Regions from separate parts of the Capra hircus genome. Here region 2 is linked to region 1. Evidence: chromatin contacts called from public Hi-C data. All regions are on one chromosome and are shown on one strand. The core of a region is the stretch at or near the end of the contact, and the rest is flanking DNA. Distances in the headings are between cores, read along the strand shown.

Region 1 (5,018 bases), core at 2,405-4,904:
AAATTAATTATCAGTTCTTCCCAACCAGGGCTTCCCTGGAAGCTCAGTTGGTAAAGAATCTGCCTGCAATGCAGATTTGATTCCTGGGCTGGGAAGGTCCCCTGGAGGAGGGCATGGCAACCCACTCCAGTGTCTTGCCTGGAGAGTCTCACGGACAGAAGAGCCTGGCGGGCTGCAGTCCAGGGGGTTGCAAGAGTTGGACACACTGAGCGAATCAACCACAACCAGGTGTCTCTTAAGATCAAGACATTTGGAGCCTCAGTAATGGGGATCTATTTTGTGTGTTACTCTATAGCTGATGCCATTTCTGGCCTGGTTAAGGTTTTTCTCTTCTTAAATCTTCTGAAAAATCTATTTCCTATGTTTTGCAAAACAAGAGAAGTTATTACATGAGTGTGTTCAGGGTAGGTGGGGACCTCTCTCCACCCTGTCTTCCCCAACCACCAACCACACTCAGAATTCTGAGTCTTCTAAGGGTGCCTCTCTGCAGACACCCAAGTCTTCTTTTCTCGGTTACCATTTCTGCACCCATTGTCTATCTTCATATTTTGAGATTTGCACGTGCGGATATTCCTAGTTTTGTTAAAAGTGGAGATTGAGTTTATTTTCTGGTTTTTATATATTTTATAGGAAAAATTTCTGAAAAGTCAGAAATGCGTTATTCTGCCAAACTTAACCTGGAAGGGTATATTATGTTTCTCCTGATGAAATCAAAGAGTCAAACATATAAATGGACAACACAGGAATCATCACAAAACATGATCCCTTGAACCCAGAGCGCCTTTCAGCCAGCTAAGTACTCAGGCTTGTGCTTCCAAAAGAAGTGCTTATAATTTCAAAATGGAAATCTCTGCTTTTAATTAGTCAACCTTAATTTTTGTTTTCTTTCTCAAGTGGAAATCAGGTACTGAAATTCTTAAGGTGGTAAATATTGTTTCTGTTATTTTAAATTAAGATAGAGCTGATTTCCTGGTGGAAGGCATGGCAACCCACTCCAGCACCCTTGCCTGGAGAATCCCCATGGTCAGAGGAGCCTGGCGGGCTACAGTCCATGGGGTTGCAAAGAGTCAGGCGTGACTGAAATGACCTAGTGTGCACACACGCACATAGCTGATTTACAATACTGTATGAACTCCGCGTGTGCGACCTAGTGATTCGCAGTTTGCAAAAGCTGTGCTGTTTATTGTCATTATAAAGTATCGTCTCGGTTCCCTCTGCTGTCCAGTGGAAACACTGTTTCTTGATGCCATTTGTCTGAGTCACAGAATCACAGTGTCAGGGTTTATTGTATCTGGAAGGAAGGGTTTCCTGACTAGCTAATGCGCATTTTACTTGTGCCTGCAAGGTGTGAAATGCCAGGCCTGGGGCAGGGCTGGTCCACAGGAAGGTGACATCCTGGGGACGAGTGAGCCACAGCTGCGAGCTTTGCTCTCGCTTCTTAAAAGCAGGCCTGGGACTGCTCCCCCATCCCTACTCCTCATGGGAGGCGTTATGAGCACCCTGCCTTGGGGGACATGTCCTTCTTTATGGAGGGAAGAAGAGGCGATGCGGGGGAGTGGAGCCCAGGTGTGGGGATTATCGCAAGCTCTGGGAGGAAGCTCCAGAGCCCCCACCACTGCTGCGTCAGGATACCCTGGTCTGGGGGCGCGGTGATGTTTACCCACTTTGTTGTTGTTCAGTCTCGACCCCAGGGACTGCAGCACTCCAGGCCTCCCTGTCCTTCACCATCTCCTGGAGCCTGCCCAGCCTCATGTCCATCAAGCTGGTGATGCCATCCAACCATCTCATCCTCTGTCATCCCCTTCTCCTGCCTTCAGTTTTTCCCAGCATCAGGGACTTTTCCAGTGAGCAGCTCAGGTGGCCAAAGTATTGGAGCTTCAGCTTCAGCATCAGTCTCTCCAGTGAATATTCAGAGTTGATTTCCTTTAGGATGGACTGGTTTGATCTCCTTACTGTCCAAGGGACTCTCAAGAGTCTTCTCCAGCACCACAGTTTGAAAGCATCCATTTTTTGGTGTTCAGCCTTCTTTATGGTCCACCTCTTACATTCGTACATGGCTGCTGGTTTTGACCATAGCTTTGACTAGACGGAACTGTTACCCACCTGATGGGCCCCAAATGTGTCCTGACAAGCTTGCAACCTGTGCTCCAGCTGAGGGTCTCCCTCTGCAGTGGTAAGGAGACATTCTCCCTGGAACCTGAATGTCTTCACACTGAGCAAAAGGAAGTGCGTGCGCTCTCACTCACTGGGGGCTTTCATCTCCACGTCAGCATTTTTGGACTCAGGCCTGTGGTCCTTGCTATCTGGTCCCGTAACTGTTGATATTAGAACAAAAGAGATGTCCTGAGCCTAGGGTGGCCCTTCTCCGTCCTTGATTATGGCGTTAGTGGGCACTGGGGCTCTATTGCTGGCCTGAGGGGGTGATTGCAGGGCACAGCTAAGAAGCACGCACAAACTCCATCCATTTCAGTCTCCAGCACACATGTGGGGGGTTCTGAGCACTGGTGTTCATTTTCCGTGCTTGTACCCTGTCTCACAATCTAAGGAGTAGAAAATGGCTGTGATGATTAATTTTAAATGTCAAGGTGGCTGAGCCAAGGCATGGATGCCCAGACATCTGGTTAGGCATTATCTCTGTGAGTGTGTGTGAGAGAGATGGTGTATCTGGAGAGCTTAGCATCTGAAATAGTGGACTGGGCACAGCAGGTGGCCTTCCCCGGCATAGCTGGGCCTCACCGGGTCACTGAAAGCCCACCTTAGGCAAAAGGTCAGAGGAGGGGGAACCTGCTCGGCCCACCTGGCTGAGCTGGGGTGCTGGTCTCCTCCTGCCCTTGGATCTCCAATTCCAGGCAACAAACTCCGCCACCTGCTGTCCTGGGCCTCCAGCTCACATATCAGTGTGAGGCGATGCCTTAAAATAGGTCACTTCATAAACACACACACACACCTATTGGTTGTTTCTCTGAAAAACTCTAATACGATAGTTGAACATAAAAGGCTTTATCCTTGGGCTAGAGGACTCCTCTGAGGGTGGACTGTCCCTCCTGCTCAGAGAGGTCACTCTTCTTGGCCACATCTGCATCTTCAAGGCTCTGCTCTTCCTTCAAGATTCTGTATTAAAGCTAAGGAAGAGATCAATATCCTGGGTGGCATGGCCACCAGGAGAATCTCAAGGAAAGATAACTTGAACTTTTCCAATAGGAAATTACTTCAATACACGTCACCCCAGATCCACTCACCATCAGGCCAGGAGAATGCTGTGTATTGCAAATGAATTTTGCAAATGACATTTCAAAGATATCAAATTTAACTTAATTTAAGCACATTCTGTTGTGATTTTCTACATATGGCTTGTGGATAAAAATTCAGTTACGGCAGCTAGACAAATGAGAGTTTTTCTGGATGCAGCCAGCAGTCTTTTTCTTCCTGGCTTCCTGAGGGAGAAATACCAAAGAGTGTTGCTTGATCTTTTAGGAAGCAGAGGCCAATATATGCAATCATTTGGAGGGTCTGAAATAATTTTCCTGTCCCTGTGAATTTCTGTTGAACCGTGTCTTGAGCCAGGAAGCCGCCTTGGTAACAAACAGCCAATTTGGACGTTGCTGTGTCCCTAACTGCCCCATAGGTTAACTATGTTGCCATCAAGTGGTGACAAGAAGACATAGTTAATCCATCTGAATTTTTTAATTGAGTAGGATGCTGTTCGTTGGTGGCCCAGCAGGAGAGAATCCGCCTGCAATGCAGGAGATGCGAGAGACACAGGTTTAATCCTTGGGTCGGGAAGAGCCCCTCGAGGAGGAAATGGCAACCTGTTCAACTATTCTTACCTAAAAAATTCCATGGACAGAGGAGCCTGGTGGGCTACAGCCCATGGGGTCTCAGAGTCGGACAGTGAGTGACTGAGCATACAGCACAAGTTATCAAGAAACTCACGTTTTATTTAAATTTTGAGCTGGCTATGTTGCATCTCTCACACATCAAATAAACCAAACGAGAATAAATAGTCCCCGTGTCGAGCCCGTTGAGTCCGTATAGAAATCTGGCAAAAGCCGCATCTCCTCTGCTCGGTCTCGAAGCACGTTGGGTTGGGCCGTGTCTTCTCCCTAGGGGACTCTATTTCTTTGCTCCCGGGTGTTTGCTTGGCCCCAGCTCATTAATCCTCTGGCTGAGTGTTTTGCCCTGCTTGAGGGATATCTTCCTTGTTTGTCAGTATCTGTTTTAATCAGGTTGGTACATTTCGGGGGTGGGATGGGGGAGAGAAATCAGGAGGGAAGGTGCCCAGAACTCAGGTTTAATTTATGTCAAAGACAAGGAGGCTGTTCTGGTTTTTTTCCGTCTGCTTAAAACAGCAATCCTGTTTCCTCTTTTTTTTTTTTTTTTTTCTGAAGTCTTTATTGAATTTGTTACAATATCGCTTGTTTCATGATTTGGGCCCTGAGGCATGGGGGGTCTTAGCTCCCTGACCAGGGATCGAACCCACACCCCCTGCTTCGCTGCTGTTAAGTCACTTTAGTAGTGTCCGACTCTTTGCGACCCCAGAGACGGCAGCCCACCAGGCTCCCCCGTCCCTGGGATTCTCCAGGCAAGAACACTGGAGTGGGGTACCATTGCTTTCTCCAATGGATGAAAGTGGAAAGTGAAAGTGAAGTCACTCAGTCGTGCCCGACCCTCATCGACCCCATGGACTGCAGCCCACCAGGCCCCTCCGTCCATGGATTTTCCAGGCGAGAGCCCTGGAGTTGGGGGCCATTGCCTTCTCCAATGGATGAAAGTGGAAAGTGAAAGTGAAGTCACTCAGTCGTGCCCGACCCTCATCGACCCCATGGACTGCAGCCCACCAGGCCCCTCCGTCCATGGGTTCTCCAGGCGAGAGCACTGGAGTGGGCTGCCGTTGTAGGGGGAGTCTTAACCCCGGGACCGCTGAGGAAGTCCCATGTTCTCTCCTTTCTTGACCTACGCTTGACCTGCCTTCCAGAGATTCAGCGACCTGCCTTCAGCTGTGGATCACAGACGTGTGG
Region 2 (5,039 bases), core at 713-3,212, 130 kb before region 1:
TGAACAAATTCCAGGAGACGATGAGGGACAGGGAAGCCTGGCGTGCTGCAGTCCATGGGGCCACAAAGAACTGGACACGACTGAGTGACTGAACAACCTGGATCCACCATTAGAATGCCAGTGGAGGAAATTTGAGTGAATCCTGGGTCTGGGACACGTCTCCCCACTGCATCCGCCCTGCTGAGCTCTGCACCCTAGATGCAGTCAGACCAGTCAGTCCTGAGGACAGTTGGACCCTAGAGCCTGGCTGCCTCCCCTCTCTCTGCCCAGGCTTCAGTTTGCTGGCCACTAGGTGGGTGCCAAGGAGGGGCCAGGAGAGCAGTGATGAACACCAGGCAGGCAGGCATCTGAGGACTGCCCAGATGCAGACTCACGGCTTGCAGACGCCACACAGGAGAGACGAGCCTCTAGAGGACCTGCGCTCTACCTGGTACTTTGGAGGGCAAGGCTCTGACCTGTGGTGTGTTTCAAGGGGAGCGCATTTCTGGCCCTCACAGAGCGCCGGCTCCCTCCTGGCTCAGGCGGTAGCGAGAGGCACTCCGGCTCCTGCGCTTGCCCTCTGTGTCGTGCGCTGTGGTGGGGAACTCGGTCCTTCAGTCACAGCGTGTGTTGGGTGACGAGTGTTGGTAACATCTGCTCCATCTTTTCTGCATTGTAGGAAGGGATGTGAGCTCTTTGTGGAGCTGCTGTTTGGAAACTGCTGCCCTTTTTAAAACTTGAAATTGAGCATTTTCATGGAGGTCACCAGCGTAGGTACCCTCATGCCAGGGTGCCTCACCCACCATCTGCGGGTCTGTTGTGATGAGTACCTCCGAGGTGCTCTGGGTCCGGCCCATCAACAAGCCCCTAACCCTGTGGTGGGGACCTTGAGGTGCCCGAGGCCCACATCCTGCACTCAGGGACAGGTCGAGGCGCCGTGCCAGAAGGACGCAGCCCAGCGCGGCCTCTCTGTGGATCGGCCTCCGCCGTGTCCAGATGGTCGTCCCGAGTCTGAAAGCAGGACCGTTTTCTTTCTGGCACTTTCTTAGTCAAGTCGATCCTGGGAGTCAGGCAATGCGTGCAGCCCTCTGTGTCCCCGGGGCTGATACAGGGGAGGAGCAAGGAAAGCGGCTCCTCCGTGTTTTATGGGGTGGACGTGCGGTTGTTTTCACCTCATTTTACAAATGTGGACATAGCTACTTAAAGGGGTCCTGTGAAGGGGTGAAAAGCATCCAACGAAGCAGCTGTGCAACACGCACACCCCTTGGTGTGTCAGTTTACAGGCTGAACGTGGTAGAAGTCCGCTTGCACCCACAGAGCGGCATTAGGGATACGCTCCTTCAGTAGATGGTTCCATCAGTGGTCTAGAGAGTGAAGGAATTTGCCTTTTGCTTTTTTCAAACTGCAATTTGCATTTTGATTTTTCCAAAATAAAAACCCTTTGGCTTTTTGGAAGCCCAGATCCAGCGGCGTGTCTCTTTCACCTGCTTGGAACCGCACGCTCCAACAGTGTGGGTGTCTTCCTGAACTGCCGACGATAAGGCAGAACAACAGAGTGAGACTTGGGATCAGTAAGAGAGCTGCTTCTTGGGAAAGTGTTAAGAAAACCAAAAATGCTTCTTCCACATTGTCGTCTTTATATTTGAGAACCAGGAAATGTAGTCATGATGGAACGGCTTTTCTTTTCCTGCTCTTTTCCTCTTGCCTCACACTTCTTTGGATGGTTTACGAAACTCCCCCAGAAATCTCATTTTGGTGACTACAGAGAGTCGAGGACTCAAGGAAGTCCTCCTCAAGGATTTTCCGAAAGAGCAGCATTGTGAACGTCTTGTGCTGAAAGACTCCAATCCGCGGTAGTCCCGTCTCTCGGCCCGTCTTTGGAAGGCAGGGTCGTGGCAGTTTCGTGCTCCTGTGGCATCTGGCTCTGAGTTAGCTGCCGGTAAAATATGATCTCCTAGAGCATGTGAGCTGAAGGTCACAGGCCTGCAGGAGAGATAACACATCTGCTGGAAACTGTCGACCGCAATGCGCCCCCTTTCAGAGCTGGCCCCAATGACCATGGCGGCTTTTTGCTCCAACACCCTGACCCCGCGACGCTCCGGCTGTTCCCAGAAACCGCGGGACAACGAGGCCGATCTTGTTTATGTAAGTTCTTCAGAGGAAGCGATTGCTCCACTTCTGATCAACCAGCCCCCTGGTATGCCTCAGGGGAGGGCGTCAGATGCTTTCTGGCAAGGTTGCTGCATTTCGATTGTGCAATCTGGGGAGAGAATTCTTGTTGGTCTGAATGATCCTTGCAGTCTGCCCTTGCGTTTTCACCCTCAGCAAGTTTAAGAATGTGTTTGCTCCTGAATCCTCGGCTCGGCGGAGTTTACTTAAAGCAGTGGCCTCTCTCTCTTTTAGAGAGAGCCGTGCTGTGTCAGCAGTGGGCTTTTCTCAGTTACAGGAGCAGCACAGGCAGTGCTCTCGTTTAGGTGGAGATTTTAGGTGGCCTACTGCCTGTTCTCATGACACGTTTCACCTTGGCCGGAGGGTGGTCTGTGTTTGTGGGGAGCTGTCTCATACTCTGCCCAGAGGGACTGTCGCTTGGGCCGAGATAGGCGGGCCTGGCCTCCAAGCTGGAGAGTTTCTACTTTCAGCGAGTTGTGAAGCTGAAGGCAGTGGGGAGTGGGGGGAGGGAGGGCACATCGGCCTATTTCCCCCTGCGATGTTTCACCTGAAACGGGGGAATCAAAGCGCCCAGCCTCTTCTGGACCAAGTCTTTGCCTCCATCGATGTCCATGCAAGGACTGGATCAGAGGCCTCCGGGCAGGGACGGAATGAAATCTCCAGGCTGTGGGTGTGAGGCCACCCTGGAGGGAAGTCGGTGTCACATGTACAGCCGACGTGTCCGCTGGTTCTGTGAACACGCAGTGGCTGCCTGGCTTCTGATGCGGGCTTAGCCTCAGGTGGAGGCCTTCAAGGCTGGCCTCAGCTCTCACCCCGGGGAGTGGACCGGCAGGGGGAGGAGGCGGCCGTGCGGGGGTCCCGGCTGGAGCTGGGCGCTGCCGTCAGGCCCACGAGCATGCTGCCCACGGTCGTGTTTCCTACCCGTGGCGCATCGCCTGATACGGAGCCTCCAGGAGGGTCCCTCTGCCGTGACCGGGCCACCCTCACTGTCCCGGGAGCCAGACCTCATTCCTGTCTCGGGCAGCGCTGGGGAGCTCACGGCCAGACGCCCGGGCTCACGGTCTCCAGAGGAGCGGCTCAGCGCTGCCTCTCAAACAGGGCGGCGGGCTGGTGCTGAGAGCGACGCTCCTGAACGTGGGCATGCAAGCTTCCCTGTCTCCTGTCCGCAGGAGGCAGGGCTGGAAGTTGGCGTTAACTGCTCCGACTTTTTTCTTTGCTCCCATTTTGGAAGAACTCAGTGTGTCTATAGTATGCACATGACTTCCCAGCATAAACATCCTGCTAACGCCTTGGGAGCTGCGTAAACCAAACAGTCTCCCAGGGCACCTCTCCTTGGCTTAGAACTCAGTCGTCTCCTTATGCAGAATGGCAGCGGGCGGTGTGAGGGATGCAGAGTCTGGAAGGCTTATTTTGGGAGGAAAAGCCAAGTTGCAACGGGCTTTCCTGCAACTGAAGACCATGGGCCCCTGGGTGGCTGTGCTGTGAGGCAGCCCCTCAGGGTGGGCAGCGCGGAATAGACCCCAGGCATGACCCCGGCCTGACCCCTTGAGAGGGCCACCCCCGGAGACCCAGATGGCTTGCCCACGTCAGTGCGGCCCCCAGGGAGACTGATCTGCTCTGGGTCCCCATGGCCAGACTGTCAGGGCCTGTCAAGACCACCCAACTCTGGTCCGAGCCATTTCCTTGGAAATGAGGAAGAAATCGATTCAGAAAACCTGGAGACGGAGTACGAAGGAAGTGTCTGGAAGGCTTTCCATGTGAGCACAATGCCTGGGGCTGGGAGCTGACAGAGGTCTGTCCGCTGAGCAGAACAAGGTCTTACATGCCTCAGGCACGCAGAGTCGCCCCTGAGCCCCTGCCTCGGGGTTGGAGGGGGCTGTGCTGGTCACATGGCTGCAAGAGGGCCTGAGACAGGAGGAAATGGCCATGGGTCCGTCCCCACAGAGACGCTCGCAGGCCCCGACTCTGACTCTCCAGTTGAGATGCTGAGGCCCGAGGGCAGGAGCGCAGGGGCTGCAGCCAGAGCTGGGCTGTGGGACCTGGGGAGGGGGGTGTCTGCTGCACCCGAGATGCCCAGTTTACCGGCACCAGGGCGGTGCCTCCGCTTCCCTCCATCAGCCCGGGGTCCCGGGGCGTCGGCAGGACAGACGGTTGTTTCTGACGTCGCTGCCAGTGGCTGGGGAGGGAGGCTCAGAGCAGACTCTGCAGGTGGAAGAGCAGACCCTCAGCACGTGCTTCCATGCACGCTCCGCGCTTCTCCAGGTGCCAGGAGCCCAACTCGGTGAGCCCCAGCCCCTGGGACGGTTGGTGCAGGTTCAGAGTGGGGAGGTCGGCTCTGGACAGACCTCTGGGTGCCCCTCCACCCCTCAGGCGGGTGGCCCCACAGTGACCTCTGCAGGCTCATAAGGACTGGGCCCCCAGGGGCTGCGAGTGGCAGGCAGGGGCTTAAGGAAGCCGGTAAGAGCAACTGCCGGGCGTGGGAGCAGGGCGCTCCTGGCTCTGCCTGCGTCTCCAGGCCCAGAGGTGCAGGTGCAGGTGGGACAGGGCCCAGCCAGGCGCGGCTCCCTGCTGCCCTCTCCAGGCACCTTTCCGCCTCCTTGGTCCATGCGACCTCTGGATGATGTGGCCTTTGGAGGCCCGGCCATGCAGGGTCGGGAGACTTGACGGGGAACCGGGAGGAGGAGGCCCTGTATCCCCCATGGAGCTGTCTTCCCCACTGTACATGCATCTGCTCCTCGTTTCTCCCTTGGAGCCTGTGCTTTTCGGACTCATCTTGGGTCCTCCAATGTCATCTCCTGCGTGGACGTGGGCTCCCCGCCACCTTCAGGTCTGCCCTCGGGTCAGGCTGGGGTGGAACTAAGAAGTGATGCATCTCCTGGAATCGAAGGGCT

Evidence for each region. Hi-C and Micro-C count contacts between places; a contact is called where the count stands out from the background.
Region 2: a Hi-C map of blood shows a contact between it and region 1, with 5 times the contacts expected there. The contact joins two enhancer-like sites. A contact is called at or near these places in 3 of 5 Hi-C or Micro-C datasets (blood and liver).

The regions. Positions count from the first base shown.
Region 1 is chr24:2,192,042-2,197,059 of ARS1.2, reverse strand. No RefSeq gene overlaps it. Among named protein-coding and RNA genes, the nearest start is that of GALR1, 26 kb to the right of the region's middle. Within about 2 kb of position 3,654, at least 2 of the 5 cell types and tissues checked have an H3K27ac peak or open chromatin away from gene starts, as enhancers often do.
Region 2 is chr24:2,321,439-2,326,477 of ARS1.2, reverse strand. All of the region lies in intron 4 of MBP (myelin basic protein), which reads right to left. Among named protein-coding and RNA genes, the nearest start is that of MBP, 87 kb to the right of the region's middle. Within about 2 kb of position 1,962, at least 2 of the 5 cell types and tissues checked have an H3K27ac peak or open chromatin away from gene starts, as enhancers often do.